Linked DNA regions of Sus scrofa: regions 2, 3, 4 and 5 are each linked to region 1. Evidence: chromatin contacts called from public Hi-C, HiChIP or PLAC-seq and promoter capture Hi-C data. All regions are on one chromosome and are shown on one strand. The core of a region is the stretch at or near the end of the contact, and the rest is flanking DNA. Distances in the headings are between cores, read along the strand shown. Region 1 holds the start of NTMT1 (N-terminal Xaa-Pro-Lys N-methyltransferase 1). Region 2 has its middle 120 kb from the start of IER5L. Region 3 overlaps LOC102162054 (a long non-coding RNA gene). Region 4 holds the start of TOR1A (torsin family 1 member A). Region 5 holds the start of TOR1B (torsin-1B).

What was found. Promoter capture Hi-C pulls out the DNA fragments that hold promoters and counts their contacts. Hi-C and Micro-C count contacts between places; a contact is called where the count stands out from the background. HiChIP or PLAC-seq counts read pairs in DNA pulled down with a chosen protein or histone mark.
Region 2: a promoter capture Hi-C map of fetal liver shows a contact between it and region 1, with 2.4 times the contacts expected there. The contact joins the enhancer-like site here to the promoter of NTMT1 in region 1. A contact is called at or near these places in 2 of 5 promoter capture datasets (fetal liver and liver), 9 of 47 Hi-C or Micro-C datasets (alveolar macrophages, embryonic fibroblasts, heart right ventricle and 5 more) and 1 of 2 datasets of contacts at active chromatin or transcription factors (skeletal muscle).
Region 3: a contact with region 1 is called in an H3K27ac HiChIP or PLAC-seq map of alveolar macrophages. The contact joins the enhancer-like site here to the promoter of NTMT1 in region 1. A contact is called at or near these places in 7 of 47 Hi-C or Micro-C datasets (alveolar macrophages, embryonic fibroblasts, epiblast stem cells and 4 more) and 1 of 2 datasets of contacts at active chromatin or transcription factors (alveolar macrophages).
Region 4: a Hi-C map of liver shows a contact between it and region 1, with 4 times the contacts expected there. The contact joins the promoter of TOR1A here to the promoter of NTMT1 in region 1. A contact is called at or near these places in 1 of 47 Hi-C or Micro-C datasets (liver) and 1 of 2 datasets of contacts at active chromatin or transcription factors (alveolar macrophages).
Region 5: a promoter capture Hi-C map of fetal skeletal muscle shows a contact between it and region 1, with 2.6 times the contacts expected there. The contact joins the promoter of TOR1B here to the promoter of NTMT1 in region 1. A contact is called at or near these places in 1 of 5 promoter capture datasets (fetal skeletal muscle), 4 of 47 Hi-C or Micro-C datasets (embryonic fibroblasts, liver and skeletal muscle) and 2 of 2 datasets of contacts at active chromatin or transcription factors (alveolar macrophages and skeletal muscle).

The regions. Positions count from the first base shown.
Region 1 is chr1:269,817,136-269,823,291 of Sscrofa11.1, forward strand. NTMT1 (N-terminal Xaa-Pro-Lys N-methyltransferase 1) reads left to right here and starts at 2,639. Exons shown (of 5, transcript NM_001243457.1): 1 at 2,639-2,782. It overlaps C1H9orf50, which reads right to left. Exons shown (of 13, transcript XM_021085475.1): 3 at 6,111-6,156; 4 at 5,858-5,982; 5 at 2,713-2,930.
Region 2 is chr1:269,568,498-269,574,653 of Sscrofa11.1, forward strand. No RefSeq gene overlaps it. Among named protein-coding and RNA genes, the nearest start is that of IER5L, 120 kb to the left of the region's middle. Within about 2 kb of position 2,619, at least 29 of the 83 cell types and tissues checked have an H3K27ac peak or open chromatin away from gene starts, as enhancers often do. A contact at or near this core is called in alveolar macrophages, fetal liver, omental adipose tissue and 3 more, where this site is marked.
Region 3 is chr1:269,593,496-269,599,651 of Sscrofa11.1, forward strand. The region is part of intron 2 of LOC102162054 (a long non-coding RNA gene); the gene reads left to right. Among named protein-coding and RNA genes, the nearest start is that of IER5L, 140 kb to the left of the region's middle. Within about 2 kb of position 2,671, at least 11 of the 83 cell types and tissues checked have an H3K27ac peak or open chromatin away from gene starts, as enhancers often do. A contact at or near this core is called in alveolar macrophages and retroperitoneal adipose tissue, where this site is marked.
Region 4 is chr1:269,981,555-269,987,710 of Sscrofa11.1, forward strand. TOR1A (torsin family 1 member A) reads right to left here and starts at 3,924. Exons shown (of 5, transcript NM_001105298.1): 1 at 3,744-3,924; 2 at 2,839-3,104. The coding sequence starts at 3,924. C1H9orf78 reads right to left here. Exons shown (of 9, transcript XM_003122220.4): 9 at 4,832-5,501. The coding sequence ends at 5,410.
Region 5 is chr1:269,963,837-269,969,992 of Sscrofa11.1, forward strand. TOR1B (torsin-1B) reads left to right here and starts at 3,083. Exons shown (of 7, transcript XM_021070119.1): 1 at 3,083-3,364; 2 at 4,236-4,492. The coding sequence starts at 3,157.

The DNA.
Region 1 (6,156 bases), core at 1,389-3,888:
CACTACACCCCATCCCCAGAGGGTCAGCTCTGAGCTACTCACCCTAGTGGGGCTTTGGGGAGGGGCCAGGGACGGTCCCCTGAATTTAGAGCCCCCTAACAGGTGGGCTGGTCCTTGGGAGAGCCCATCTTCCTGGCCTGGTTCTTCTGTTGGCCCCTCCCGGCTGCCTCCATGGCCTCTTCAGGGTCACTGTGATCCGCCCCAAGGCCAAATGGCCACTGAGGCCGGGGGCAGAGGGCGGGGCTGCTGTGCTCAGGATGCTAAGGCTGCTGTCATAAGGGGCTGTGAGACTCCTGGCCGAGGCAGCCAGGCCCAAGCCAAGGATGAAGAGCCCAGGGTTCCACTATCCCCTCTGGATCCAGGAGGCTCAGATGGGTCATGTTTGGGTGGGGTGGCTCTGGAAATGAAACGTCCACTGAAAGTTTGGGGAGTAAGAATGCAGTGGGCCTCCGGAAACTAAAAGAACCAGTTTTGAGGAGTTCCCATTGCGACTCAGGGGTTGAGAACTTAGCACATTGTCCATGAGGATGTGGGTTCAATCCTAGGCCTCGCTCCATGGGTTAAGGATCTGGCATTGCAGTGAGCTGTGGTATAGGTTGTATATGTGGCTCTGATTTGACTCCTAGCCTGGGAACCTCCATATGCCATGGGAGTGGCCCTAAAAGGCAAAAAACAAACAAACAAACAAACAAAAAACACCCAACAGAAACACTGCACTCTGCTTCTACTTGCTATGTGATGCTGCGTAAGCCTCTCCTTTCTCAGGCTCCAGGGTAAGATGGACTGCTGGGCCCCACCTGTGACTCTTGGCTGGGAGGGGCCAGGGATGAACCTGGTATGGTGAAACTGGAGTAGGGGGACAAGGGTGGTTTGGACAAGTCATTTCACTGGCCTGGTATGATTTTGCAATTTGAAAATGAAAAAAAAAAAAAAAGGCTTTGGAATTCAAATGACAAGATGTCTGCCTGGAAGGAAACATCACAGACAATGTATTTTGTTTTCTGTAAACATTTCCTCATCCAGGGATGGAAGAGCCTGCCTCCTTGGGGACGTTAGAATATTGAGTGAGGAAGGTGAGATATTTCCCTTTCTTTCTTTCTTTCTTTCTTTCTTTCTTTCTTTCTTTCTTTCTTTCTTCCTTCCTTCCTTCCTTCCTTCCTTCCTTCCTTCCTTCCTTCCCTCCCTCCCTCCCTCCCTCCTTCCTTCCTTTTTTCCTTTTCTTTTTAGGGCCACACCTGCAGCATACAGAGGTTCCCAGGCTCGGGGTCGAATCGGAGCTGTAGCTGCTGGCCTACACCACAGCCACAGCAACACAGGATCCGAGTCACGTCTGTGACCTACACCCAGCTCATGGCAATGCCTGATCCTTAACCCACTGAGCGAGGCCAGGGATTGAACCTGCATCCTCATGGATACTAGTCAGATTCATTAACCCCTGAGCCACGATGAGAACTCTGCGAGAAGCTTTTTGAGGTCAGCAGGCTGGCCAGACCCGGAAAGGCCTTGGAGTCCAGGTGTAGGGAAGGAAGTTTTCCATCAATAGGAGAAAAAGGTAGGGGCGGGTTTTAAGGCACCCCTAAAAGAGCTGGGCTCAGAGCTGCCCCCAAAAGATTATAGACACCTCCAGCAACTGAGATTATCTAAGATTTATCCACTTGCCGTAGAGACATGGAAAATGAAGCTTGGGAGCGCCCAGGCCAAGGCAACCAAGTCAAATCCAGAGTTCCCTAGAGAGGATGCCAAATAACACGGACAGATGTGGGGGACTCAAAACCAGGTTGAGGCTTTTCAGTGTACCGCACCCCCATCATCCCTTTCACTTCATTAGAGCAAGCATACTTTCAGCACCTCCTATGTGCAACACCCAGAGGAAGGCACTGTAAATCGAAGATAAAATGTCAGTTTAGGAAAAAAAGACTATGGTGAATATTGTGAATATTATGACATAGATGAATATTATGATGAAAATTATGCATCAGTTTCTATTTATTGAGACTTCACGCCAAGCACAGAGGTGAGCCCTTGACACAGGGTATCCCACAGATTTAACCCTCAGAGTCCTGGAAGGTGAGTAATTATTCCATCTATCTGGCAGAAGGGGATTAAGGCTTGAATGAGGCTTTTTCTCCCTCTTTTTACCCAGTGGAAAACCCATAGAACGTTCGGTTTTTTAAAAGTCCAGTCATGTTGTTCCCGTCATGGCTCAGTGGTTAACAAATCCGACTAGGAGCCATGAGGTTGCGGGTTCGGTCCCTGGCCTTGCTCAGTGGGTTAAGGATCCGGCGTTGCGGTGAGCTATGGTGAAGGCTGCAGACGCGGCTTGGATCCCGCTTTGCCATGGCTGTGGCATAGGCCGGAGGCTAGAGCTCCAAGTAGACCCCTAGCCTGGGAACCTCCATATGCCGCACGTGCGGCCCTAAAAAGACCCAAAAAGAAAAGACCAAAAAAAAAAAAGTCCAGCCTTGCTACCAAATGAGCTGGTGCGCAAGATGGAAGCGGGAACAGAGTGGGTGCTGCGGCTCTTTAAGGAGGCAAATCTCAAGTGAGGGCAGGATCCCACGGGGCGGGGCAAACCAATCGCGGGGCGGGCCTCTCGGAGGCCCCGCCCCAACACCCGGAAGTGACGTAAGCGGACAAAGGCGGTGCGCGCCGCGAGGTGTCGCTTCTGACCTGGGTCTGACGGAGCCGGCCGTGGGCTTCTGGGGTGCTCACCCCTGCCGCCGCCTCCTTCCCTTCCTGTTTCTCGTCCTCTTCTCCCGGGTCCCGGGAGCCCCCGCCCGGGGTGAGTAGCGCGAGGGGGAGCGGGAGCGGCGGCCGCCGGCAGAGGGGAGGCTCCCGCACCCAACTGCCTCGGCGCCCTGAGTCCCCGGCTCGCCACGTGACCCAGGCGCCAGCCGGCTGGGCCCCACGTGCGCGCTCCTAGGCGGTTCCTGGGCTCCGGGTGTGCAGTGAGGAAGGCCGAGGCCCCCCGAAGCCTGGGCAGGACACTCCCCCACGCCGGCCCCCGCCGCACCAAGCCCCTTTCCCTCCCTGAGCCTCACTTTCCCCTGTGAGAAACGGGGGGTAAGGAGGGCACTTTCCTGAAACCGAGGGGTAAGGCGAGCACCCGCTGGGAGGGTGGGCGCGAGGATTCAGTAAACTGCTCAGCTCCGAGCCGAGCACAGCTTAGTGCCCGTCACATGGGAGTTGCTATCATAGTTCACTTTGGACTCGACCCCAGTCACGGCTCAGCATAGGCGCCGCTCGAAAGACAGCCGGCCGCCAAGAGCCCTTGAAGCCAAGGTCAGCCCCTGGACAGAGAGGCTGCCATATCAGAAGGCCCAGGCTTGGCTGCCCGTCGACTGTGTGGACTCTCCGTCTGCACAATAAGGGGTAGAAACAGCTAGTGTCCGAGGTCCTGCGGGTGGGGCTGGGCAGTACTGCTCGCGTCTGGTTGTATAGAATCTGCACAGTGAGATGGAATGAGACCCTGAGGGGACCAGGGCCTTGACCGGGGTTAGAAGTCTCCTTGGTCTGATTTCCTGTGTGTGTGCCCCACCCCATTAGTGGAATGGGTTTTTTCTCTGTCAACTAGGGGAGGCGGCAGGGTTGGAGGTATGTGTAGCTGGCTTTGGTGGAGACCAGAAGCCACAGAGTCACAAAGATAGCGTCTCCCAAACCTGCAGTGTTTCTGTGCTTAGGTGGATTGGCTGAGCTGCCAAGTCCACTGGATTCACCACCCTGTGTAACAGTAACAATCCTGGAGGTTTGGCCAACTCTCTAAGGTTTAGAGGGCCTTTCGGAGTATTTTCTCCTTAGATCTTCACACATGGCAAAGAGAATTGATGAGAATCTCAATTGACAGTTTTAAGTTTGAGATTAACATGTGCCGAGCTGTGCGTGGATCCCTTTATGCTTTTTTATCTGCATTTAATCATCACAGCCTTCCTATAAAGTCTGTAATGCTATTCCCATTTTATAAATAGAGACACTGGAGTTCCCTGGCGGCTCAGTGGGTTAAGGATCTGGTGTCATTGCTGCTGTGGTGCAGTTTTCCATCCCTGGCCTGGGAACTTTTGTAAGCCACCAGTGCAGCCCCCTCCCAAAGACACTTAAGAGGTGTTGTCTTATCTCAGTTTACACAGCTGATGAGAAGCAGAGCCAAGATTCAGACCTGGTTTGTTCGATTCCATCAGAACCTTTTTTTTTTTTTTTTTTTTTGTCTTTTTAGGGCTGCACCCATGGCATATGGAAGTTAGGGGTCAAATCGGAGGCTGTAGCTGCCAGCCTACATCACAGCCAGAACAACTCGGGATCTGAGCCGCGTCTGTGACCTACACCACAGCTCACGGCAATGCCAGATCCTTATCCCACTGAGTGATGCCAGGGATCGAACCTGCATCCTCATGGACACTAGTTGGGTTCATTACTGCTGATCCACGATGGGAACTCCAGAGCCTTGTTTTTTAAACACCCCCACCTCCCTGTTTTTTTGGGGGGTCTTCCTTCCTCTCTCCCTCCCTCCTTTTTCATAGACCACCCGGCCATTCTCCTAAGTCCAACTGCTGGCCGCACAGATCCAGGGACGGGCCCTGTCCGGGAGGGTGCAGGAGGGGAGCGGTAACTCCAGGCAGGCTCCTGCCTCCTGTTGCTTCCAGGCTTTTTCGTGGAGACTGTAAACAGGGGATGGGATGAGCCCACAGAGCCTCGTCCTTGCATCCTGGGTGGCTGCCGGGCTGTCCCCTGAACACCTTGGAGGGGAGGGAGAGGTGGCCATGAAGGATGCGCAGTCTCCTCGCTGCGGAGCGCAGGTTCACCGTGAGCAGAGGGTCTCTCTCCTGCAAGCTGGCCTAGATGCACCCAGAGCCAGACTGTGCCCAGGCCCCTGCCCCATCCCTGCAGCCACGTGGCTCCTCCCTGTAGCCTGGACAGAGTGAAGGAGGACCTCCTGTGGTTTGACTGACACCCCGCTGTTCCTTCTGACTCCTACGGACCGCCTGCCCACCCAAGTCTGGACCCCAGGAGGCACATTTACTACTGAATCTAAGCTGTTAGAGCAAATGTCAAAGTTATACTTGCCATTTCCCAGCCTAGATGTGCCTCCTCTGGCTTGTTCTGGAATCTTCCTGTAAGCGGAATTCTTGTAAATTAGATTATTCAGGGGACCTTGACCTTTAAGGGAATCATTTTACAGTATGATTTTGGTAAAGCAAAAAGTTGCATTGTCAGTAAGGGGCTTCAGTGTTACTGGGTTTAAACGGCTAGGTTTTTGTCTGTGGGATTTTCTGGAAAGTGCGGGGTGACTAGCTGTACATGGGTCTTTCTTGGATTCATTCAGCAGCCGGTTAGTAGACACTCATCTTGTGTCAGGTGTGAGACTGTGGTGTGTGAGGTCGTGTCCTTGTCCTCAGAACGCTTGCCTCGGGGGGGAGGCAGGCAGGCGGCCCAGTACAGCCCCATTGGTATCTGGCCCCAGGTTTAGTCTGTTGCTCGCTTGGAAGGGAACGTTGTGTTGAATGCCCGTAAGCTACGTGGGATGCGGGAGAAATCCAGCAATTCATCTCCGGGTGTCGCCACTGCTTTCTGAGGGACTCCCGGCCCACTGGGGAGAGAGGTGGGGATACAAAATCAGAAGTTTGTCAAGCCTGGTGGGCAGTCGGCGACAGGGCCGAGCACGCCCGAGCGGGAGCTCTGGTGTGGTCCTTCCTGGTCACAGGAGGGGCTTTCAGACCCCACCCAGCCCCCAAACGCAGTTAAGTTGCCTGGTGACATTCAGGCTGGTGGCCCCCTTTCCGTCAGCTCTCAGGGAGCCTACAGTGATGGCCACTCTGTCACTGCCAGCATTCCCGGCCTCTGCATCCTTTTGTGTGTCCCGTACCTCTAGGTTGAAGCAAGCGTTCACGGTCATAAGCAGCTGCCCTCTCTCCCTGGATGCAGGCAGATAGCTTCCGGTGCTGGGACCCTGGTGCAGGTCGGGGCCTCGAGCCAGGGCGGGCGACGGTACTTAGCGCCTTGGCCCCCTGCTGTTACCCCGGAGGGCTCCCGGGTGGGCGCAGGGACTGGAGCTGCCTCGCTGTGGTCGCAAAGCCTCGCAGCCTTGCCGGGAAGTGAGCACTGCCGTCTGAGCTCACCCAAGAGGGGCTGGAGCAGAGCGGATGGGTTCTCCTGCGGGTCGGA
Region 2 (6,156 bases), core at 1,369-3,868, 250 kb before region 1:
AGAGGCCTGGCAGGACAAGGGGAGGTAGGCGCCCGGCCTGGCACTGGCACACAGCAGAGGCCCCTAAATGACAGCTGTGATGATGTCACCCAGGGCTGTGTTCACAAACCGACTGAAAATTTGCAAAGCCTGTGGTGGGCGGGGCGGCAGGGCCACTCCCCACCCCAGCTCTGGGCTGGGCCCCCCCAAGCAGCTACTGAGTGTGGCTGGGCTCTGGGGGGATCCGGGCAGTGTGGGAACAGATCAATTACACCACAGTGTGAGGTCTCCAAACATTCCATCGTGAGTGTTTATTGCTTTGATAATGGGGGGTGGGAGCCCCAAAGACCAAACAAACAGCACGATGAAAGAGATAGAGAGAGAGAGAGATGGATCGGGCTAGGGCTGTGACCTGTGCTGTAAGAAAAGACAGCCAGAGCTCTCTTTTTTTGTTTTGTTTTGGTTTTTGTTTTTTGCTTTTTAGGGCCGCACCTGTGGCTTATGGAAGTTCCTGGGCCAGGGGTTGAATTGGAGCTGCAGCTGCCGGCCTACACCACAGCTCATGGCAAGCCAGATTCTTAACCCACTGAGTGAGGCCAGGGATCAAACCTGTGTCCTCATGGATACTCGTCAGGTTTGTTACTGCTGAGCCATGACGGGAACTCCAAGGGAGCGCTCTTGATACAGGGCCCAAGAGATGATGCCCCAGGGGAAGGCAGGCCTCCTGTGTGAGGTCCCATGGAGGCCTGAGAAGAAGGAGCGATGGGTCAGACCTTGCCATCAATGAGACAGGGCTGGACCCCAGGGCGACAGGGCCTGCCTGCCATGTGCCAGCTGTGGGCCTGGGGGAGGAAGTTAACCTCCCTGAGCCTCAGTCTCCCCCTCTGTGAGATGGGCGTGAGGATGAAAGGCGTTAACAACCAATGGTGCCCGGGGCTGAGCCTGGCAGAGGGGGCTCTGTCTTCCTGTTTCCTGGATAAATTGGAGGGAAAGCCCCGCCCACCCACAGGCACGCCCCCAGTGTCTGCAGGCCCCCCAGCTTGTGGGAGCAGACTGGAGGTTCAAGTTGGGGTCTCCCCTTGTCTTTATCCTCTCCCCTGCCCCCTGCTTGTTGAAGGGGAGAGGATGCTTGGAAGAGTCTTGTTCCCACTGCACCTGCTCTGATGATGTGGCTGAGGCTCCTTGAAGGCGGGGTGGCGGTTTTGGACCCCTCCACCTGTGGCCTCCACTGACAGGTTGGGGAGAGCTCTTGGGGGCCTGAAGTGTCCAGAGACCCCTGCCTTGGGGGACAGAGGCTGACAGTGATGGGGCCTCTTCCCCACTGGGGCCCTGCCCTCCCCTCAGCACCATCAGCTGGACCCGGGCTGGTTTCTGCTCTCTGGGCAGACCCTCAACAGCAATCCTTCTGCCAGGACAGCCCTGGCACCACGGTGAGCAGGTGGCCAGCTTCTGTCCACACCAGTGGCACCCGTGGGGTGGGCTGGGAGGGACAGCCTTGAGAGAGGTAAGGATACAAAGAGCTCAGGACCCGCCCCCAGACAGGTGAGTGAGTCTGGGCCTCTGTCTCCCTATTTGTCCCAGAGGCTAGGGCAACCTCCCTGCCCCTGTGGTTCCCAAAGTCCCAAAAATGCAGCTCTGCAGCCCCCAGCTCAGGGGGTGGCAGGTGGGGCTGGAGTGGGGGGATGACAAGCGACAGGAGGACAGGATGCCAGGCTCACCTTTCTGAGAACTGACACCCAGGGGCGCTGTCCTTGGTCCCTGGCTGTGTTAAGGGACGTGACCCAGTTAGCTCTCATCTGTAAGGACGTGGGTACCTCTACCCAGAGCGAGGCCAGCAGCCTCCTGGAGCACCCCTGCAGCCTCCCTCCCCATCTGCCTCACTCAGTCTTCAACCAGGGAAAACAGAAGCAGCAGGAGATCTATGTGAAGGAATCTATTGCAAGGAATTGGTTATGCAATGGTGGAGCTGGCTAGACAAGCCCGAACTCTGAAGGGCAGGCTGGACCTCTGGGCCCTGGGCTGACGCCGCTGTGTGTGGGTGGAATAGCTTCCCCATCGAGGAGGCCTCTGCTTTGCACTTAGAGCCTTTCCAATGATGGAATCAGGCCCTCCCCGAAAATCTAGGCCAATGTCTCTCAAAAGTCAACCGATTATGGACTGCAATCACATCTATGGGGCGCCTGCAGAGTGACCCTGAGATTAGATTGGAGAACTGGGGACTGTAGCCTCTCCAGCATCGCAGCACCTCATCCCCTCTCTGTCAGTGGTTTCTTGCTCCTTCCAGCTTGAGCATCGCTCTCAGATGAGCTGCCCCCAGAGCTGGGCAGTGCTCCCTGCTCTCCTGCGATGACTTCAGCTGGAATCCTCAACCCCCAGCCCAGTTCCTCCTCCAGCCTTGCATCCTTTGTTGTGAAAAGCTCCCTTAACCAGCCTGGGCAAGCCCCCAGGGAGCCCAGCCTGGTGTGGAACCGCCAGCCTGCCCACTGCCCTCAGGAAGCTGCCCATCTCCTGGGGGACGTGTCAGAGCCCGGAACACCCATCTGCCCTGTGCCTCTGTTTTCCGGGCCTCCTCTGGGTCGGATTCCCTGGTGAGGCTGCAGCTCTGGGCTGCAGGAAACCAGCCTCGTGCTTGTTTTGTTTCGATTGCACAACCCTGGAGCAGGAGGCCAGAGCGGACATCTGCTGTTTTGGCCGCCCGGCACCCTCACCCTGTCTCTTTCTGGCGAAAGTCCTCCAGTTGCCTCATGGGGAACTCCCCCCTGTGTGTGCAATCCGGGGACTGGGCTGCCGGTCCAGATGCTCCGAGCTTCCGTGCCAAGGGATGGGTCAGCAGCCCGCCTTCCCTGAGCTTGGGTCCCTCAGTCCTCGTCCTGACGGCCAGCCCCAAGGGAGGTCGCTGAGTGTCCCCTGCTCTCCAGGAGGGCCTGGCTGCATCCTCGCTGGGGCCCGTCTGCATCCCCTGTGTTCCCTTACATTCTGAACCCCCCCCCCCCCCGGTCTGGAGATGGAGCCTTTTTCGGATCAAGGCAAACAGAGTCCACTTCTGTTGCTTATAAGCCCAGACACCCGACTGACTGGATCTGAAGGTCAGTCCCGGCTCTGTCCTCCCTCGCTGTGCGACCCTGCGCGGGATGGTCCCCCTCCGACCTCCGTTTCTCTACCTGCGCATCTCAGCTGGCCTCCAGGGCTGACGTCCCTGAGCCTGTGGCCACCTTGGCCATTGCAGCCGACGGGAATGGGTGCATCCACTGTCAAGAATCAATTGAGGCCTTCTCCGTCTTGACCCTGGGGTCTCTGGGGTGTGTTTAGTGGGAGAGGAGAGATGGTAGCTGCAGAAGCCTTGGCTCTACCTCCTCCTGCGCAGTGGGGCCGTAAGGACCAATGTACCCTGTATCCAGGCCTTGCTAAGTCCCAAGTACCGTCAACTTCGCAGTTAAGCTGCTGCCTTCATAGGTGATGGTCCGTTTCTTTTGAAACTGTTATGCGCAAATTTTTGAGAATCTGGTGAAAGCTTTGGATGTTCTTCTTAGACCACAAAATATCTCTCTATTCCTTTCTCTCGCTCTCTCTCTCTCTCTCTCTCTCTCTCTCACACACACACACACACACACACACACACACACTTTAATGTACAGTTTCGGGAGGGACTAGGAATAGGTTTCCAACGCCTGTCCTAACCTTCAGGCCAGCAGCCTCCGCACTTACAGGACAAATAGCCAGCTCTGGCACACAAGGCAGGGGCTGGGCCCTACACAGGGTGCTCTGTGAGCAACAGCTCCTCCACCTAAAGAGAATGGCCTCTGTGGTAAGGACCGCTATGCTTTGCCAGACTCTCTGGTTCATGATTTTCCTCTTGGGCACACAGCTGGACTACATTTCCCAGCCTCCCTTGCAGTGGGGGCGTGGCCACATGCCAGAGCGCTGGTTAATGGAAAGTGAGCCGAGGGCTGGCCTCTCCCCCACCCCTTTTACGAGCATGAAATTCCTTCTATGTCATCTTCCCCACTCTCTCGTCACCCTTCCTCAAGACTGTCACAGGGGAGGAAAAGGCCTTCGAAGATGACGAACTACAAGATGAGGGAAGCTGGGCCCCTGAGTTACTGCGTGGAGCAGGACTCCCACCCGCCCCTCCTCCAGCCCTCAGTAGTGACGTGAATAAGAAAGCAAGCTTTTTGGGGGGTTGGGGGTTGGTTGTATCCGTGAGCCCATCCTGACTAATACAGCATTGTTTACTACCTCCATCCGGGGGAGCTGCTCTGACTCCATCTTAGGTCTCCTTTAAAGGAGGGAGCACCTCCACTGCCTTCAGCCTGGCATCCCTGAGGCTGGAGAGTGTGTGCTGCGAGCCCTGTGCTTGGTCCCCACCGGAGCACCAGGCATCTTCTCTGGGGTCCAGATTTACCGCCCATCTTGGCCTTGCCCCCCCCCCCCCCCCGCCGCCCTTGGGCCCCTCTACCTGGCGTTCCCTCATTTCACGATGTCTATAGCCTGTGGTTTCCCTCTTCCAGCCTCTGGCCTCCCATTCCTTTGGCCGGGGTCTGGGGTCCAGAGACCAGTGTGCAGTGCCCACTGTATCTAGTTTTTGGGGTCCCCCAAAGCTCCTTGAGAGCAGAGCCTGGGGATGGTTCACTGCAGAACTTCCTTGGGACTGTGAGAAGATGAGCATGTAGGGGGGCTCCTGAAATGCTGTGGTCTTGCCATTTCACCCTGAGAGGGTCGGGCTGGAATCCCATTTTCCTGGAGCACCTGGTTCCAGAGGGAGAAGCTGGCCCTGGCCTGGGGCTCATTCCCTAAGTGGGCTGTAGCCAGGCTCCAGGAAGCTGGAGGTCAGGAGTCTGGGCCTGGGCCACCTCGCTCTGGTCCCATTTCCTAAGTGCAAGGTGCACCCCGATCCCTGCCCCCACCCATCCCCACCTGCCCTCACCCAGCCCTACCTGCTGGGAGATGGACACAGGTCCAAGGTCATGATCCTTCCACTGGGGGCCGCCCTCCCCAGCACTGTGCCTCCAAGGGAGGCCCGGCCCCCACCTCTTTAATACTATAATTGGTCTCCAAACTACCTTTAGCCTGCACTTGTCTTCATATGAATAATGTTATAGCAACATTAACTCGACTCGCAGTACATGTGCGCCAGGCCCCAGGCTGGGCCTTTTATACCCTAGATCTTGCTGGTCCATCAGACGACGAAGAGAGGAATGGTGCCCCATCCCCATGTCACAGACGAAGTCAAAGTTGAAGTTCACGAGCCCCCTTCCCAGCAGCCCCTGGGAGCAGCTGCAAAGGCAGTGACCACCTGGCCGCCCAGGACTGATTCTCCCACTGCAGCAGTGAAGGGAGAGGAAGCTGCTGGGAAGAGAAGAGGAAGTGGAGTCCCTTCCCAAGGGGGCTCTGGGCAGCTCCCAAGCTCGTCCTCCTTGGCTCCGCTGGGAGAGTGGGGCTGCTCCCCATCCAGCCTCGCCCCCACCCAGCCATACTGACTGCCCTTGACCCCACCCTGGAGCTCGCCCCTCTCCCTCTGCGTCTCCCACCACCCGAGCATCTGCCGTGGGCCTGGCTGTTTGGTTTTTCCCGAGCAGACCAGGGAGCGCTGCCTCTCCGAGGTTGTGTGCTCACTTTGCAAAACAGCAGAAATTTATAGCCCAAGTAATTGATTACGGTGCTGCCGCCTCCCTCCATCTCGCTCCGTCTCCTAATTCCCTTCTCCCCGCTCTCCTCTCTCTTTTTTCGCAGCACGCCATCTGTGGTGTCAGAGAAAAGGAAGCCAAAGGGGGGGGGGGACGGGGACGGGGGACGGGTTCTGGTCCCAGTTCTGCCAATTACGAGTCACATGAACCTCAGTTTCCCCACCTGCAAAACGGAGACGCTAATAATACCTGCTCGCAAGCGCGCTGGCCCTGGAGGGGCCTGGCCATGAGGAGCACCCATAAGGGTGACTTCACTTCCCATGTGGGTCTGGGAGGTGGGGGTGGCCTGGGGCCCATTTTCCAGGTGGGGATGCTGGGACCCAAAGGGATAGGGGCATTCGCTCATCCTCAGGGCGCTGAAATAGCAGCCCTGGGGCTTGAACCCCAACAAATCCCAACAGCTCCCTTGCTTCCCCTCCCCCAGGGCCAATAGAATGGCAGTGATCCTCGCCAGGCCCCCACCCCCCGTGTCACCTGGTCCTGAGGTGAAGGA
Region 3 (6,156 bases), core at 1,421-3,920, 220 kb before region 1:
TTAACAGGGAAGGAAATTCTGACACCTGCTGCGATCCGGATGACCTCAGAGGATATTAGGCTAAGGGAACTATGCCAGACACAAAAGGCATGACTTTGGAGTTCCTGCTGTGGTGCAGTGGGTTAAGGATCCGATTGCGGCGGCTTAGGCTGCTGCCTAGGTTTGGGTTCGATCCCCGGCCCAGAACCTTGCATATGTCTCATTTGCAGCCAAAGCAAAACATATTGTATAATTTCACTTATATTAGGTGTCTAGACTGGATAAATTTATAGAGCATGGTGGGTGCCAAGGCCTGGAGAGGGGGAGGGAGAAAGTGGGCACAGAGTTTCGCAAGATAAAAAGAGTTCTGGAGATGGCTGTGCTGAGTGTTGCACAAGAATATGAATGTACTTCCACTTGAAAATGGTTAAGATGGTAAAATTTTTAAAAATCCTTATTCTAAGTTCTCCCAAGTTATCAGTGGTAGGCTTTCCTTCAAGTCATGTTTGTAAGAAAAAAAATATTAGGAGTTCCATGGCGGCTCAGTGGTAATGAACCCGACTAGTATCCATGAGGATGCAGGTTTGATCCCTGGCCTCGCTTAGTGGGTTAAGGATCCAGGGTTGCCGTGAGCTGTGGTGTAGGTCGCAGACACGGCTCGGATCCTGAGTTGGCTGTGGTTGTGGTGTAAGCCAGGAGCTGCAGCTCTGATTCAAGCCCTAGCCTGGGAACTTCCATATGCTGCAGGTGTAGCCCTAAAAAGACAAAAAAAAAAAAAAAAGAAAGAAAGAAAATATGAGATGGTAGTTGTCATTAGAGCAGGTAAGAATCACAGATGCTGGGGTTTCTGGGCAAGTGACCTCGTCTTCTTGAGCCTCAGTTTTCTCATGGGGAGATGGGGATAGTGACAGTGTCCCCCTCCTGGGGCCACTGCGAGAATGTCGTAACGCCCTTCCCGTGGTCCTCCCAGTGGCCCTAAGTACTGGCAGACTCAGGCTGTTGGGGTTTGGGAACATGAACCTCACAAGCCAAGGTCAGAGGAGGAAAGACCCCTTGCCTCACCACACACACAGGGAAATCGAGGCCCGGAGGAGTCAAGGGACCTGTCCAAGGCCTCTGGCATCCCTGGAACCACAATGTGACTTTCCATATCTGTATCAGTTAGCAAGGCTAGGATGTGCTGCAGTAACAAATGAGCCCCACATTGAAGTGTCTCAACACAACAAGAGTCTCCCGTGAGTCCAGGTGATTCTCCAGGGCAGCTGCCCTCCATGTGACAGCTCAGGGGGCCAGGCTGCCCAGGGGCCTTGTGGCATCGCCGAGACAGGGACGAGAGCATCGCATCACTTCCCCCAAAAACCCACTGGCCAGCACTGGTCCCATGGCCTCACCCCACCACAAGGGTGGTGGGTCCTGAGGAGAGAACTGAGGATGGGTGAGCACCAGAAGATTCTACTCAGCATCCTAGTGGGAGGAAGGCCAGCAGATGGCTTCCCCAGGGGGTCCATGCTCACAGTGAGTTGAGGCAAAGAGAGAAGGGTTTAAGGCTAGAATTCATCCCTCCTCCTACCCAAGCCCCCAGGTCCCTGTCTAGGGCTACCATAGCAACCAGGGCTACTCTGCACGTTGACAACCAAGGTGGGTACCGGCTGCCCCTCTTGAAATACGAACGAAGCTTTCTTGCTCTTTTTCACTCCTTGAAGGAGCAGGTATGTATTTGTCATACCTCTTGCTCTTTCATTGGCTGGTGCCTTCCCATTATGTAATCAATCCCTCCGATGGGTGTCTAGGCATCTTTCAAAGTTCTGCTGTTATAAACAGCGATGCCATGAATTTCCTGTGCGTTTTCCCTTGTCACCACCGTGAGTGCTTCTGTGGTCTAAATACCTAAAAATGGAATCGCTTGGTCAAAGGGCAGGTGCCTGCAACAATCTGACAGCACTCTGGCAGCAGGTGCTGCCTCCAGGGTCAGGAGGGGCTTTTAAGAACAGTTGCTAATGGAGACCAGTGAGTTTTCCATCCTGGGCTCGGGGGTAGGGGTTTCCAAAGGGGACACGGAGGAGGGGAAGCAGGAAGAAGGGATGCGCTTCCCCGCTTGACTCTATGAGGCCGGTCCAACACTGGTGCTGTGCCAAGCCCATTTTACAGGGCGCAAACACCGAGTTCTAGAGAGCCCAGCCACTTGCCCACGGCTGCCCAGCCAGCAGCCTTTGAGCCTCAGTCTCAGCCTGCGCTGAATCGTCCTGGGTCCCAAGATCCCAGCACTCTGCCGGAGACCTCAAGGATCCTTCCTCTACTGACTCCTCTCAAAGGCACTCACGTTCCCCAGGAGCATTTTTTTCAGCAAGTTTTTAAAACTCAGCTTTGCTTCCTTGACTCCCTGGGTCTGGTACTTCTGTCCTTCTGATTGCAGGACCATCAGCCTCTTACATTTTCCCTTGGTGGTGTTCATAACTGCTTCATCTCTTTGGAAGGGCATCTTGGTACTCAGTGTTTAGTCTTGTTGATTTAAAATTCTTTTTTTTTTTTTGGTAACATCACTGTTGTTTCTGTTAAAAAAAAAAAAAAAAAACACCAAAACACTCTTCTTGTAGAATAAAAAAATTCAAGCAACACTGAAAACTACAAGCAAGAAGATAAAAATCACCAACACTCCTCACGCAGGGATGACTCACTGTGGTTCACGTGTGCGTGAGCCGTCTTCCTCTTCCGCAGCTTCTAGACATTTCGAACCACCCCCCTCTAATGATGATGATAACGAAAGCTCTACCTTTCTCGCTCAAGGTGGGGTAGATGAGTCACCGGAGTGGGACTGAAAGTCGCTCTTGGTTCTCTTCTCCCCTCTCCGTCCCCCTCCCCCAGCATCCTTCACCCACAGCCTAGCCCGGGCCTCCCCTGGCCCCTCTGCTTCCAGACTGGAAGCTTCGGTTCCAGCTCCGGGGAGCAGATCCTGCAGGGTTGGGTACCAACCTGGTGCCTTGCCCGGCTCCAAAGAGGGTTCCATTCTCGCTCCACACCCGGGAGCAGGGGTTTTATCCCCTCGCCTCCCAGACACCAAGAGGCTGAGACCTGGCCCAGTTTGCCCCGTGGTACCTTCAGCTGGTGGAAGGTTGAGAGGGTCTCTCTGCTTTGGTGTTCTGTCTCTCACCCCCATCGACCATCAGCAACGTGGATTCTTTTTTTTTTTTTTTTTTTTTTTTGGCTGTCTACAGCATATGGAGTTCTCAGCCCAGGGATCAGATCCAAGCCGCAGTTGCCACTTAAGCCTCAGCTACAGCAACACGGGATCCTTAACCTAGGGTACTGGGCCAGGATCGAACCCGCGTCCCAGCACTCTCAAAATGCCGCTGATCCCACTGCACCACAGCAGTAACTTAGAGCATCTCCCAGCTTGGCCCAGGGGGATTCCACCTGTCTAAGTCTCCCTGGGATGTGGCAGGTGGGCCAAGCCCAGGCTGTTTCATCAACCCCCTCCAGGGAGGACCTCCAGCTCTAGGAAGGAAGAGGCTGTAGCTCAGGACTAACCAGAGCCTGGCCTGACTCGGGGCAGCGTGGCGGTGGTGGCCCCAGAACCAGGTCCAACACGGACATGAGGGCGGGAGGGGGTTCTAAGGAAAATGGGCTCGTGGAAGCCTAGCAGCCCTGCTTGGGGGCCTCCCGGAGCCATAAGGGCTCTGGCACTTAGGGGACAAATCCATGAGGGAGCGTGGCAACCATAGCTGTCCCCTGCGGCTGGGTCAGAGTGGTCCCCAGCTGAGAGCCGGATACATGGAGAGCATGGCAGTGCCCACAGTGGGGGCAGCTCTGCCCAGGGCCGTGGCTGTTTCCATCAGCAGCTCCTCAGACCTCTGGTGAGGCTCTATGAGCTCTCCTGCTGCCCAAAGACATTCTAGGGGACAGCTTGAAGCTGACAGGCAAGGGACAATGACCATGGGTGACTGTGCTTCTTCTTCAGGGCAGGGCGGTCTGTGTCAGAAACGTGGGTTTTGAGTCAGCCAAACCCAAGACGGTGCTGGTTGAGCCTTGAGCTGGCTGTGTGGCCTCGGGCAAATTACTGAAGGTCTCTGAGCCCTTGCTTCCTCATCCACACCGTGGGTACAACGGCACCCCCTTGGCGGGCCTGCTTGAATGACCAAACGCAGTGACCTCGCAAAGGATGCTGAGCCCTTGAGTCCTGAGAGAGGCCTGCTGAGGTTGTGCTTGCAAAGCTGTTTTTGTCTGCTCACCCTCAGGGTGCGGTGGTGGTTGGGGGAGAGCTGGGTTAGGTAAGTGGGGGGACCTCAGGAAGCCGCAATTCTCCGTCCCAAATGGCTCCTCGTTATTTATAATGCTGGGTTTCAAACTGGTTTTTCACACGCATCTTCCTGTCGCAACCTTGTACCTTATTCCTTCTCAAAAGGAATCTCGGGAGTTCCCTTCGTGGCTCAGCAGTTAATGAGCCCGACTAGGAACCATGAGGATGCAGGTTTGATCCCTGGCCTTGCTCAGGGGGTTAAGCATCCGGCGTTGCCATGAGCTGTGGTGTAGGTTGCAGACAGGACTTGGATCTGGCATTGCTGTGGCTGTGGTGTAGGCCGGTGGCTACAGCTCCAATTCAACCCCCCTGACCCTCTTTGTCCCCTCCCGCAATGGTCCTTGGGGTCCATGGAAGGCTTGAAGGCCACTGCTATAGGCCAGCAAGGTGTCACTGGGTCACAGGAGGTAGAGGTGGCAGCTGCATATCCAGAAGGGGTGTCATTTGCCCATGCCCTTCTCACTGTGCTTATGTAAAAAGAGAGAAGGAAGCAAAGTCTTCAGATCACAGAAGGGGATTTTTGAGGGTCCCGTAGGGCCTGAGGTCACCAGGCTGAGGCAGCCCGGGGAACTCTGACCCCAAGGGCCACCCTCCCTCTAGGCAGCACAGACCTGGCCTCCGCTGTCCCTGTGGGAAGCACAGGGAGCTGGGTGAGGACACCTCTCTGTGTCGTCGAAGCCAGGAGCTCCATCAGCCACTGTCCAGCCCCTTGACCCGGGGCAAGTCCCTACTCTGGGCCTCAGCTTCCTCATCTGTAAAATGGGGCAGGAGCCACTGAGCCCTCGATGAGAGGGGTGTGGGGAGGATGGGATGGGGGGGTAGCTGGGCACAGATGACATGGAGCAGGGAACAACCACCACTTAGCCTCTGATGTGTGTGGTGTGCAGCAGTTTGCAGGGGTAGGACCTTGGACTTTGGTCAAAGGGAGGGAAGCATTGCTGGCCCAGTTTGCAGATGGGGAAACTGAGGCACTCTGCTCAAGGCCACAGACAGAGAGCAGAACGGCCCACTATGCCCAGGGGCTGGCATGCTCCCCGCCCCCCTTGCCTGATTTTAGAAACTCCCTTCATACCTTCAAGACATATTCTCCTGTTTCTCCTCTGTGCCTGATAAGCTGTGGGGATTGGTCAGAGGGACCTTGAAAACTTCTAGACTTGAGAGCCGGTTTGGCCCTAGACAACAGGAAGTCCCTGGGCCCATCCCAAAGAGGAGAAACCCTGGGCTCAGAAAGCTGAGGGGCTTGTCCAGGCCCCCTGGCAGCAGTGTGGTCTCTGGTTCCAGCTCCATCCCTCCTGGGACCGCAGCCCGCTCCCGACCAAGCTCCCACCTTGCCCCCAACTCCAGGGTCCCCAGTTCTCTGGAGGAAGATTTCCGTGGTCCCGGTTGGGGGTGCCAGACTGCCAGCGACGAGTGTTTTTTTAATCCCAGCCCCGCTGACTTAGCCGATTATTCTTATTTAAGGCAGGGAAGGAACGCGAGAGCGTGGCAGCTGGTCACCTCCGGCGATGGCCCCTCCCCGCCTGCCTCCGTGCCCAGCTCCCACCTGAGTGCCCAGCTCCCACCTGAACAGGAAAGGGAGGGGGAGATGGGGAGCAGGAGGAGCGGGGGGGGGTGCCGGGGGGACAGGAGAGGGGTGAGTCGGTATAGCAGACGGAGTGAGAAGAGGGAGGAGGAGGGAAGGAAGGGGCAGGAAGGAGAGGATTAAGGAGGGGGGAGGGGGAAAGTGGGCGGAGGGAGGGGTGAAGTAGAGGGTGGGGGGCACGGAAAGACACCCCCCCCCGTCAGTTCCCTAAGCAGTTAGGAGAGAGGGCGATGCACAGATGAATAATTTACTGCGGAAATGCAAAAAGAATTTAGAAACTCTCAATGTATAAATATTTATT
Region 4 (6,156 bases), core at 2,674-5,173, 170 kb after region 1:
CAGATCTGGTTTTTTTTTTTTTTTGCTATTTCTTTGGGCCGCTCCCTCGGCATATGGAGGCTAGAGGTCGAATCGGAGCTGTAGCCACTGGCCTACGCCAGAGCCACAGCAACGCGGGATCCGAGCTGCGTCTGCAACCTACACCACAGCTCACGGCAATGCCAGATCCTTAACCCGCTGAGCAAGGGCAGGGACTGAACCCGCAACCTCATGGTTCCTAGTCAGATTCGTTAACCGCTGAGCCACGACAGGAACTCCTAGATCTGTTATTGTTGTGGCTGTGGTGTAAGCCAGCAGCTGTAGCTCCAATTTGACTCCTAGTCTGGGAACTTCCATATGCTTCGGAAAAAAAAAAAAAAAACAGAAAGAAAGAAACTGAGGCACAGAGCGTATAAGCAACTGGCCCCAAATTAGTAATGTGACAGAACTAAGATCTGAACCTCCCCTGGCCTGATTCCAAGGCCCTGCACTGATTATAGTTCTTGTTCTGTGACATGTCACAGCAATGCTGTGTCACTAAGTTGCAGGGCCTTTGTCATCAAAATGGCAACGTTAATACCTATCCTGTGTACACCAGCAGAGACCAAGCAACCTCTTCTCTCAGTCCGTCCTAGAACAGCCTGGAGAAGGTGCTCCAACTTTCCGGAGGGAAGTAAGGAGAACTCAAGAGCCCACACACTCTGGGATAAGTGTGGTGAGGGAACATTCTTGAGTTTCTAGAACAGTGCCTGGAGGTTGCTGATGTCAATTTGCTTAAAAAGAAACATTCCCGAGTTCCCACTGTGGCACAGCGGAAACAAATCCGACTAGTACCATGAGGCTGTGGGTTCGATCTCTGGCCTCATTCAGTGGGTTAAGGATCCAGCATTGCTCGTGAGCTGTGGTGGAGGTCGCAGACGAGGCTCGGATCCCGAGTTGCCGTAGCTGGGGTGTAGGCCAGCAGCTGTAGCTCCAATTCAACCCCTAGCCTGGGAACTTCCATATGCCATGGGTGTGGCCCTAAAAAGAAAACAAAAAACAAACAAACAAAAAAAACCCAGAAACATTCCCTATGAAGGTATTTTGGTATTTCCTGTATCATGCAATCAAGGTAAGGAGGTAAAAAAAGGCTTTTTTTTTAAAGCCAAAACTATGGCTTGTGGAAGTCTCCGGGCCTAGGCCGGGGACTGAACCGGTGCCACAGCTTCGGCCTGCACCACAGCGCAGCCACACCAGATCCTTAGCCCGCTGTGCCACATGGGAACGTCCTACAGGACACTTTTCATCAGAAATTTGAGCTGTGGTTTATATGATGCGTTCCTGGCCTTTTCCCGCGACACCAGTACAGAGGACGAATTAGCCACTTGTTTCTGGGGAAAATTCTGGATGTTACAATGTAAGTCTTGACTTCTTATGATTTCGGTTTTTATTTGGCCACTCAGACCATGGTGACAATATTCCATGTGTACATCTTTAACCTAAGCAGAAATTCTGCTCTATAGGGATGGATGAACCTCTGTTTACAGAGCAAGAACCCTAGGAGAGCTGAAGTGACTTGCCTGAGCCCACAAAACCAGTCACTGTTTAAACAAGGACTCCCGGAGTTCCTGTCGTGGCTCAGTGGTTAACAAACCCAACTTGTATCCCTGAGGATGCAGGTTCGATCCCTGGCCTCACTCAGTGGGTTAAGGATCCGGCGTTGCCGTGAGCTGTGGTGTAGGTCGTAGATGCAGCTCAGATCCCGTGTTGCTGTTGCTGTGGCTGTGCTGTGGGTGGTGGCTACAGCTCCAGTTCGACCCCTAGCCTGGGAACCTCCATACACCACAGGTGCGGCCCTAAAAAAAAAAAAAAAAAAAGACCAAAAAAACCCCACAAGGATTCCGTCAGGTCTAGTAGGCTCCAGCAGCCAAGGTCTTCCCAATTTCTGCTACTCTGACTCAGCCAGTAACACTGAACATGTAGCACTCACTACAGGCCAGATGCTGTACTAGGCACTGTTCACCCAGCGTTTTCCCGTGATCTTCCCAAACCCATCAGTTACCACTGCAGCCCCTATTTTACAGATGAGGCAACTGAGGTACAGAGAGGTTAACTAACTTGCTCCAAGTCACACGGCTATTAAACAGTGAAGATGGAATGCTAACTAGGATGACCAACTCATCTCTATTCGCCTGGAACTTTCCCAGCTGTAGCACTGAAAGGCCCACATCCCAGGGACTCCTGGACAGCTGGTGATCCTGAGGCTGACCCAGGCCGAAGGGAAAAATGTGTTCATACAGGTGAAAATTTAAAAAGGCAAAAGAGTTAACTTTGAATACGTATGTGCCAGGCCCCACGTTACCTACTTGACAGAGTTCAATAACTTCTCACAACTTCCATTTTACAGACAAAGAGCCCGAGTCTCAGAGAGGTCAGGCAACTTTCCCAAGATCACACAGCTGGCAGGTGGGAACCTTAGGGCTCAAATCCAGGTGAATCTACCACCAAGGCTCAGGCTGTTAATCTGGAAGTTAAACTGTTAAGAGCAGTTTGCAACACTGTGATTGAATTTAGGTTTCCCAAGAAACATTTCTTCTTTTATAAAATGCGTTAGAGTTGAAGATCTTGAAACTGAGTTTGATTGTGTCTCTCTAAAATCCTACGATCCCACTGAGCCTGCTTTCGGAAACCACCCCAAGCTTTGCTAATTGCTCCCTGCATCTCTAAGCCTCTGTGGTTGCCACACTTTTCAAAGGGGGAACTGACACGTGCTTGCCATTTTCAGGGCCCACTCGTTTCAACCCGGAATTCCAAATCCCATCGGCCACCAAACCCCAAACCCGGCCCCATCCAGGAAGGATTCCAAAATTCGGCCCTTGCCTTGTACAGGGTGATGTTGGAGATGTGGGGGAAGTGCAGTGTGGCCACAAACAGGTGGACATAGTCACTGTTCAGACCACCCTCGTAAATATTCTCTGCGATGATCTTGCTGACAAAATTTTTGCCGGTGCCCGTCCACCCGTGTAGGGAGAGGGTGAGCGGCTTCTTGGGCTTCGGGTTGCTGATGAAGCCTGAGACGGCATTTAAGATGACTTTCTTTGCAAGATGCTGTCCGAAAAGCTTGCTGTCCAGATCCTTCTGCAGCGCTAGGAAAAACAAAGTGAGTCAGGCGGACAGTAGGGAGACACATCTGGCAAAGTGTGGCCCAGTTTACAGGCTCAGGTAAAGCCAGCAGAGTCAGCTAAGCTCTTCAAGCGTCTTGGGAGACGCGGATGTGTGGGCAAGCACTTGGCCCAGGTGACCGGCAGGTGCAGGAGGCCCTCCCTCTGCTAGTCCTGTCCATTCTCGAGCCCTCCTTCCCGAAGAGGTCCTTGGGGCCAGTGCCCAGGGGCGCGCGCCCCTCGCCCCAGCTCTGCGCCTTCCACCCATGCCGGGCAGAAAAAGGGCAGCGGTTTGGTCCCCGCTGCTCCGCGCCGGAGGAATCCCCACCAGCCGCGTCTCCGCCGAGGAAGGAGCACACCTCTCTGGAGGAAGTTTCCGACCGTCCCCACGCCCGGGTTTTGGGCGAAGCTGCCCAAACGGCAGCTGGCCTCGCCTGATCAAAGTCCGGTCAGCCTGTGGTCGTGGCCAGGGCCAGGCCCGGTGCCGCACCTCAAGCCGCCCCAGTTCCGGGTCCGGGCCCCGCCGGCCTCAGCACTGCCCGAGCTCCTGGGCCTTCTGGACCCCCGCCTCCGACCCTCGCCCCAGCTCTGGCACCAGGCCCCCCAGCCCCCGCCCCATCCTACCCTCCCGGCTGAGGCTCCCCTTCTGGCTGCAGCACTCGGTGAAGAAGCAGAAGAGGCGCGGGTAGGAGATGTAGCCGGTGAGGACGCCGGCCAGGGCCAGTCCCAGACTGATGGGCTCTACCGCCCGCACCGCCAACGGCGCCAGCAGCAGCAGGCCCAGCGCGGCCCGGCCCAGCTTCATGCCCAGACCGGCGCTGCCCGGCGCGTTCTCGCGCCTACCGCGGATCGGCGCTACCGCCAACTGCACTTCCGGTCCCGCCCGCCGGGGCCGCCATCTTTGTAAGGGGCGGGCATCCTCCTGACGCTGGCGTCCGCCATCTTTATGAAGGGCAGAGCCCTTTCCACCTTTGGGCACCGAGCCACTGGGGGTACCGATATTTTCTCTTTGAATAAAACTTAGTTTCTTCAGATTTTTTTAGTTTCTACCTAACGTCCTATTCCTATTTTTTTTTGGTCTTTTTAGGGCCACACCTGCGGCATATGAGGGTCCCAGGGTAGGGGTCAAATGGAGCTGTAACTACCAACCTACACCATAGCCACGCCAGCTAAGAGAGGTTCCTCCGGTCCTACACCACAGTTCAGGGCACCGCAGAATCCTTAACCTGCTGAACAAGGTCAGGGATAGAACCTCCGTCCTCACGGATGCTGGTCGGGTTCATTAACCACTGAGCCACCTCAGGAACTCTTAACATCCTATTTCCAATCCAGGGTCCCACCAAGATACCACATTATATTTAGTTGTCATGTGTCCTTAGCTCCTTTTTTTTTTTCTTTTTTTAGGGCCACACCTGAAGCATATGGAAGTTCCCAGGCTAGGGGTCAAATTGGAGCTGCAGCTGCCGCCTACACCACAGCCACAGCAACACAGGATCCTTAACCCACTCACTGATCAAGGACAGGGATTGAACCTGCATCCTCACGATCTAGTTGGTTTTGTTACTGCTGAACCGTGATGGGAACTCTGTTTCTTAAACTAAATGAGAAAACCCCTCTCAGGAACTGAAGTTTGCTTTTGTGCTGCCCAGCCCCCAGGCCTGAACATATTACCTAGTGCTGGTGTAAGGAGACGCAATACAAGCGATAAACAATGTGGGTCCATTTCATATTTAATACTTAAGTGCTTAAAGCGATAGAAATTGTTTTTTCTCTCTTAATGAAAAGAAACACAACTGTACAAGTCAGAAAATACCAGTGACCCTTTGATCTCATCCTAGATTTTTCTGCCATCAGCTGGCTCCACCGTAAAGAGGGACGGATGCATTTCTGAACCCCGTTCCTGATATTTACAAGTAGGAGACATGATTGCATATGTAATGAAAGCACAATCTAAAGGGTATCATCTCACTCTAAACTCACAGCTGTTTCCTCCTGACCCAGGGCAAATATTAGGAGGAAGTCAACATATTTACAAACAAGATTTAATAATGCTCACAAGAAGAGAGTTTTCCCCCAAATAGAAAAACTATGCATTGTCTTGTTTCAAAAGGTTACACACACGGTGCCTGAAAAATCCAGCATGTGAGGCACAGGGTTAGCAGCATCTGTTTTGGGAACCGTCTGCTATCAGTGCACAGGCTTCTGTCCAGGCAGCCTGTTATCATGGGGATAGAGGGAGTGGAGGACACTATTTAACACCCCGCTGTGCACTGCTCCCCTTCTGCCTCCCTCAGTACCGCCGGTTCATCTTCTTGAACTTCTCGTAGTGATAGTCATCGGTGGCCTTCTCATTAGCAGGACGCTTGCGGTTGGGAGGGGACCCTGAGAAGGAAAAGAAGAAAACTGTTTGCCACGTTGGATGCCACCCCTGGGCTCAGCTCTGAATAGCAAGGACAACCATACCTGACTCCCTGCAGAAGCCCCCAATCCTATCCTAGTGAACAGAAACAGAGCAGGGCCTGAGTAAATGCTCGTTATTAAGTGCATGACGATAAACGAGGCGGATTCAGACGCTAGCCAAAACGTGCTGATTTCAGTGTCAAGACCAGGGGAACGCAGCAGCTACTCGTCATTGAGAGTTCAACTGTGAACCAGGCATGGCACTAAATCTTTTTAGAAACAACTTTCTTTCCTCTTTTTTTTTTTTTTTTGTCATTTTAGGGCTGCACCCACAGCATATGGAGGTTCCCAGGCTAAGGGTCCAATCGGAGCTGTAGCTGCCAGCCTACACCACAGCCACAGCCACGCTAGATCTGAGCCGCATCTGCGACCCACACCACAGCCCTTAACCTACTTACACCAGATCCTTAACCTACTGCATGAGGCCAGGGATCGAACCTGCGTCCTCATGGATGCTAGGCAGATTCTTTCCACTGAGCCATGAAGGGAACCTCCAAGACACGACTTCCTTTCACCCTCCCAGCAATCCCAGCAGGGCATGTTACCATCTCTGCTCAGATAGCTTGGGGGACTTGCT
Region 5 (6,156 bases), core at 1,833-4,332, 150 kb after region 1:
TGGCCCCGGGGGAGGGGAGGGGGGGTCAGGCAGCTTTGGGGGCTGAATGGTGCAGACCTGGACCAGACAGCCTCGGTCACATGACATCAAACGGCCCAAGTAGGGTGGGATCCTCTCCGTGGAAGAAGCACAGCCCTGGGGCTGGGGTACCACACACGTTCCAAGGGGTGCTCAGCATGAGTAACGGAAAAGGAATCCACTCCCAGGCCCTCGGCTCCCACGGACTCCTTCCTAAGATGCATCTCCCTCCTTTTCTCAACCTGCCCTTCCCCATCGTACAGAAGAAAGACCGGCTTTCAGCCACCCCAGCTCTGACACGAGGTGAGGAATAAAGTTGAAGCTGCGGGGATCAGCGAAGCCTCCTTCAGCCAAGGTCCCCCCACTCCCATCATCAATGTGTTGATTACTTGTCAAAGATTTAAAAACATCCATGCTACCTTGGCAAATGGCGACTTCAGGATGATTCGATCCAGAAGAAAAATTTCAGTATTCAGAGGCTTATAGTCAGAGAGACATCCAATTTTTTTTTTTTAATTTTAGTTGTGGTAAAATACGCAGAATATAAAATTTGCCGTCTTATTTTTAAAATTTTTAAAATATTTTTTCTTTTTATGGCAACGCCTGCAGCATATGGAAACTCCCAGGTTAAGGATAGAATCTGAGCTGCATCTGAGGTCTACACACCAGATCTGAGCCACATCTTACTTACACCACAGCTTGTGGCAACGCTGGATTCTTAACCCACTGAGCGAGGCCAGGGATCGACCCCACATCCTCATGGACATAGTCGGGTTCTTAAGCTGCTGAGCCACAACAGGAACTCCTCTTATTAACATCTTAAGATTAAGGGCCCCACCTTCCTATCTAATTGCCTCCCAGATGCCCCCACCTCCTAACACCATCAAATCAGGGGTCAGGCTTCAGATATGTATTTAGAGGCTGAGACCATTCGGTCCACAGCAGTATATCCTGGCCCCCAGATCAGAGGCCAGCCTCTTGGAAAGGTTCTATCCCTGACTGTTAAATACATATGAATGGAGTGCTACTATGGACGTGGTGCACAGGAATTAGAGATGGAGCAGTCAAGGTCCCTGTCCTTCTGAAGCTCTCAGGCCAGTGGCAAGATGGGCAATGGACAGGGACACAAACAGGGTGACAGGAGAGTAGGTGACTGGGGAGGGAAGAGGGGTTACTTCCATGGGTTGGGTAGGCTTCAAGCTGAGGCCTGAAAACTCTTAAAGAGAGTCAAGGCAGGCATGGAAGCAACCGAAACATCCACTGACAAATGAACATGTATGTGTATCTATGTGGCACATATATACAGTGGAATACTACTCAGCCATAAAAAAGAATGAAATCATGCCATTTGCAGCAACATGGATGCACCTAGAAATTATCGTGCTGAAGGAAGTAAGTCAGACAAATACCATATGATATCACCTGTATGTGGAACTTATCATATGACACAAATGAACAGAAAAAGACTCAGAGACATAGCAGACAAACTTACGGTTACCAAAGGAGAAAGGAGTTTAGGATTAAGAGATACACACTACTATATATAAAGTAGATAAACAACAGGGACCTACTATATAGCACAGAAAAGTATATTCAATTTTTTTTTTTTTTTTTTTTTTTGCTTTTTAGGGCCGCACCTAAGGTATGGAGGTTCCCAGGCTAGGGGTCCAATCGGAGCTGTAGCTGCGGCCTACACCACAGCCACAGCAATACAGGATCCAAGTCGAGTCTGCGACCTACACCACAGCTCACAGCAACACTGGATCTTTAACCCACTGACCAAGGCCAGGGATTGAACCTGTGTCCTCATGGGTGCTAGTCAGATTTGTTAACGCTGAGCCATGACGGGAACTCCTTCAATATCTTGTAATAACCTATAATGGCAAAGAATCTGAAAAGAGGATTTCTCACTGTGGTGAAGTGAGTTAAGAATCCAACTGCAGCAGCTTTTGTTGCAGCTACCGCTCGGATTCAGCCCCTGGCCTGGGACTTCTCATATGCTGTGGATGCAAATGAAAAAGGAATACAAAACAAAACAAAAAACTGGGAGGTGGAGAGGAGAGCCATCCCCCTCCGAGCATCCCAGATCATGGCCCTGACTCTGCGGGCATGTCTCCCTCACTAGACTGAGGCTCTGTGAGGTCACGGGTCTGCCCTATTCCCTCCCTGCTTTAGCCCCAGCTTATGGCGCTGGATCAGACACAGCCAGTGTTCACTAAATATTTGTCCATAGATTGGCTGATGAATGAACTCAACCAGCTTTGGCAAAGCCTGGGTCAGGTTCCCTGGAGCATTGCAACAGCCTCCTCGAAGAACCCAGCAGCCACAGGGATCTCCGATGTGACCATGTCGCTCCCTGTGTGAAACCTCTAGGGCTCCCTGTTACCACCCCCCCCCCCCGCCCCAGATAGAGTCCTTCCCCTTCCGGTCTCTGTCTAGCTCTCCGTCCCTATTCTCACCAGCCTCCACCACGTGAAATACTCTCAGGTCCCCAACCTGCACATTCTGCAAATTCTCTTCTCTCCATAGAACTTTCTACTCCTCGCTTTTTGCTTGGATAACTTTTAAAATTCTCATTTTAGACAAAAACCTTCCCTGTTCCACCGCCCCTGTGCTTATCCAACTTCATTATTGGCCCTTGCCCACTGCCTGGGGTCCCCTAGCCTAGAAGCTGGAGAGGGCAGGGGCCAAGCCCCTCTCCCTCACGGCTGTCTCCCAGCACCAGCCAGGATGCCGTCTTGCAGCATGCTGGAAAGGATGGACTTCGGGCTTCGACGGTGCACGCCAGGGCACGTCTGCTTTGGGGACCCGGAGCCCTCCGCAGTTGTTTCAGAAAGGCAGGCAGGTGGGGAGTATATAATGCGAAACGCTCGTTCCAGCTCCGGGGAAGTGAAGGGAGGGATGACAAAGCAAAGCGTGAAGGGTCTGATGAGCGCTTAGAACAGAACCTTCAAAGCTAGACTCCCTGGAGCCTCTCGCGCGGATGGTGGCGCAGAGCCACGCCCCTCGCCAACAGGGCGGACCTACGGGGGTGGGTGGGTCTGAGGGGCGGAAGTGACGCACAGACCGGAAGTCAGCCCGGCCTCTTGGCCCCAAGGGCGCCCAGCGTATCCGCGGCGGCGGGCTGCCAATCCGGTGATGCACCCCGCAGGGCGGCTGGGGGGCACCGCGGCGCTGCGGCTGCTGCTGGCGGCACACGTGGCGGCGGCGTTCGAGCCCATCACCCTGGGCATCGCCATCGGGACCGCATCGGTCCTCACCGGCTACCTGTCCTACACCGAGCTGTTTTGCCGCTTCGCCGAGTGCTGCCGGGAGGAGCAGCCGCTCAACGCGTCGGGTACGGCGGGTCTGGCTGGAGGGGCTCGAGGGGCGCGAGGGACAGGCCCCCGCAGGCGTCAGCGCCCGGCACATCGCGCTCACCCTTTGGGGTAGGAGGGGGCATGGAGGGGCCTGGGTCCGGACTCCAGCCTGGAGGCCGTGTCTTCGGGGACAGATTCTCCAGATCGTGAGGCTCTGCCCGAGTTCCTTTTATTCTTTTTCGGTTTTTAGGGCCGCACCTGCGGCATGTGGAAGTTCCCAAGCTAGGGGTCAATTCGGAGCTACAGCTGCCGGCCTACACCACAGCCACAGCAACGCGGGATCCGAGTGGAGTCTGCGACCTACACCGCAGCTTACAGCAAGGCCGAATCCTTAACCCACTGAGCGAGGCCAGGGATTGACCCAGCATCCTCATGGGTCCTAGTCGCATCCTCCTTGCCGCTGAGCCACGACGGGAACTCCCCCAAATTCCTTTCTAAAAGTTGGGATTCCTTGGGACGCCGTGCCAACCCAATAAGTCGTTCTCAAATGTGCAGCGTCTGCCCAGAAAGCCCGCATTTGGTCTTTGGTTTTCTTACAGGGTGGCTGGGGAAATAGCAAGCAGCTGAGTCAAGAGAGGACCCGTCCTCGGATGAAGGAACGCATTTACCTTCCTTCTCAGACACTTGAGTGTTGAGGAGACCATTCATCTAGGCCATTTCCTTGGCGGTGGCATCTGTGTGACTCTGCAGCTGGCACTTCTGCCTCCGCACTGGCACTGGGGTTTGGCGGAGACGGTGCTGGACCATTCGCTAACCTTGCCTCTCACTTTGGCCAGCTGGGGAGAGCGCTGCCCTTCTGCTGCCTGTTTAATGTGTGTTTTTCTCTCTGTTCTCTGGCTGGCTGCTGCAGCGTTCAAGCTGGAACTGGAGAGAGGCTGTTTGGGCAGCATCTGGCCACAGAGGTGCTTCTCAAGGCGCTGACAGGCTTCAGGAACAACAAAAACCCCAAGAAAGCACTGACGCTTTCCTTACACGGCTGGGCTGGCACGGGCAAGAATTTTGTCAGCCAGATTGTGGCTGAAAATCTTCACCGGAAAGGCCTGAAGAGCAACTTTGTCCACTTGTTCGTATCGACTCTGCACTTTCCTCACGAGCAGCACGTAAAACTGTACCAGGCAAGGCATTCTGTTGTCCCATCCGTGGCTTCTCGGACTGGTCTGGGCGATCTCTTCACTGACTCCGGCTTCTGCTTCTTTCCTCCTAGCCCCAGGCCCTGCCGAGTCCAGGCACACCGGTAACCCTTTGCCATTTGCTGAGCTCTCCTACACCATTTTTCTTACTGATCCCAAAATAATGCAGCGGGGCAGGTGATGTTATTTCCATTAAAAGATGGAGCCAAGGAGTTCCCTGGTGGCTCAGAGGGTTAAGGATCTGGTGTTGTCACTGCCGTGGCTGTGGTTACAGCTGTGGCTCGGGTTCCATCCCTGGTCCGGGAACTTCTGCAAGCTGCAGGCGCAGCCAAAAAAAAAAAAGGGATGGAACCAAGAGCAGCGAGGCGACATGCTCCTTACAGTCCTTCTGACCTTGTGGCAAATCAGAACTTGAATGCAAATCTCCTGACTCTCAGTCCACAGGGTAGCCACGTTGTGCAATGTATGAGTTTGTTCAGCATCCCCATTGCAGCCCTCGGTTAAGTGGAGCGGGCTTAGAAAAGTTTTTTTTGTTGTTGTTATTGTTTTTTGGTTTTTGTTTTGTTTTGTTTTTGTCTTTTTGCCATTTCTAGGGCCACTCCCACAGCATATGGAAGTTCCCAGGCTAGGGGTCTAATCGGAGCTGTATCTGCCAGCCTATACCACAGCCACAGCAATGCGGGATCCAAGCTGCCTCTGCAACCTACACCACAGCTCACGGCAACACCGGATCCTTAACCCACTGAGCGAGGCCAGGGATCGAACCCACCACCTCGCGGTTCCTAGTCGGATTCACGAACCACTGAGCCACGATGGGAACTCCCTAGAAAGTTTAAATGAAACTTCAGCTTGGCCTCTGTGTTTAGCAGTGTAGACCAGAGGATTTTTTTGTCTCCTCAGTAGCTTTTATTCCCTCCCATCCTTCAAATTCTTGGCCTTGCTGTTTGGTCCAGTAAGGCTCTCATTTAAATGTAAAAGTTAGTGTTCCTGCCGTTAGATGGGGGCTGAAATAAGGAATAGAAACTTAGCAAGGAAGTGAAAGTGGATATTTGCCACATAAAGTGTACGACAGGGAAGATTGCCAAAGAAAGAATAATTTTCTTTCTTTTTCTGTCTTGTTAGGGCTGTTCCCTTGGCAGTTGGAAGTTCCCAGGCTAGGGGTCAAATTGGAGCTGTAGCCGCTGGCCTACACCACAGCCACAGCAGCACACCATCCGAGCCTTGTCTGTGACTTGCACCATGGGTCACGGCAGCACTGGATCTTAACCCACTGAGTGAGGCCAGGGATCGAAACTGCGTCCTCATGGGTACAAGTTGTGGTTGTTACTGCTGAGCCATGACAGGAACTCTGAGAATAATTTTATTTTCCAGATTCTTTCATGTACCCCTTGAAATACAGGAATAAATGCATTTCGTGAAATGTCACCTAGGTCGGCTCCTCTTCTCATTGCGTCAGTAAAAAGCAGTAGCCTTGGACGTTGTGCCAGCCTTAACCTACTTTCTTTCTCCTCAGGATGTCTGCTAAAACTGAGATTTCCATCCACAGGGAGGTGAAACTTACGAGCTGGTTAACAGTGAAATGATGAATATTCATGTATCTTGTATCTTTATAGAGTCGCGTTTGGTGCATCATTTGAGCTAGGAAAACT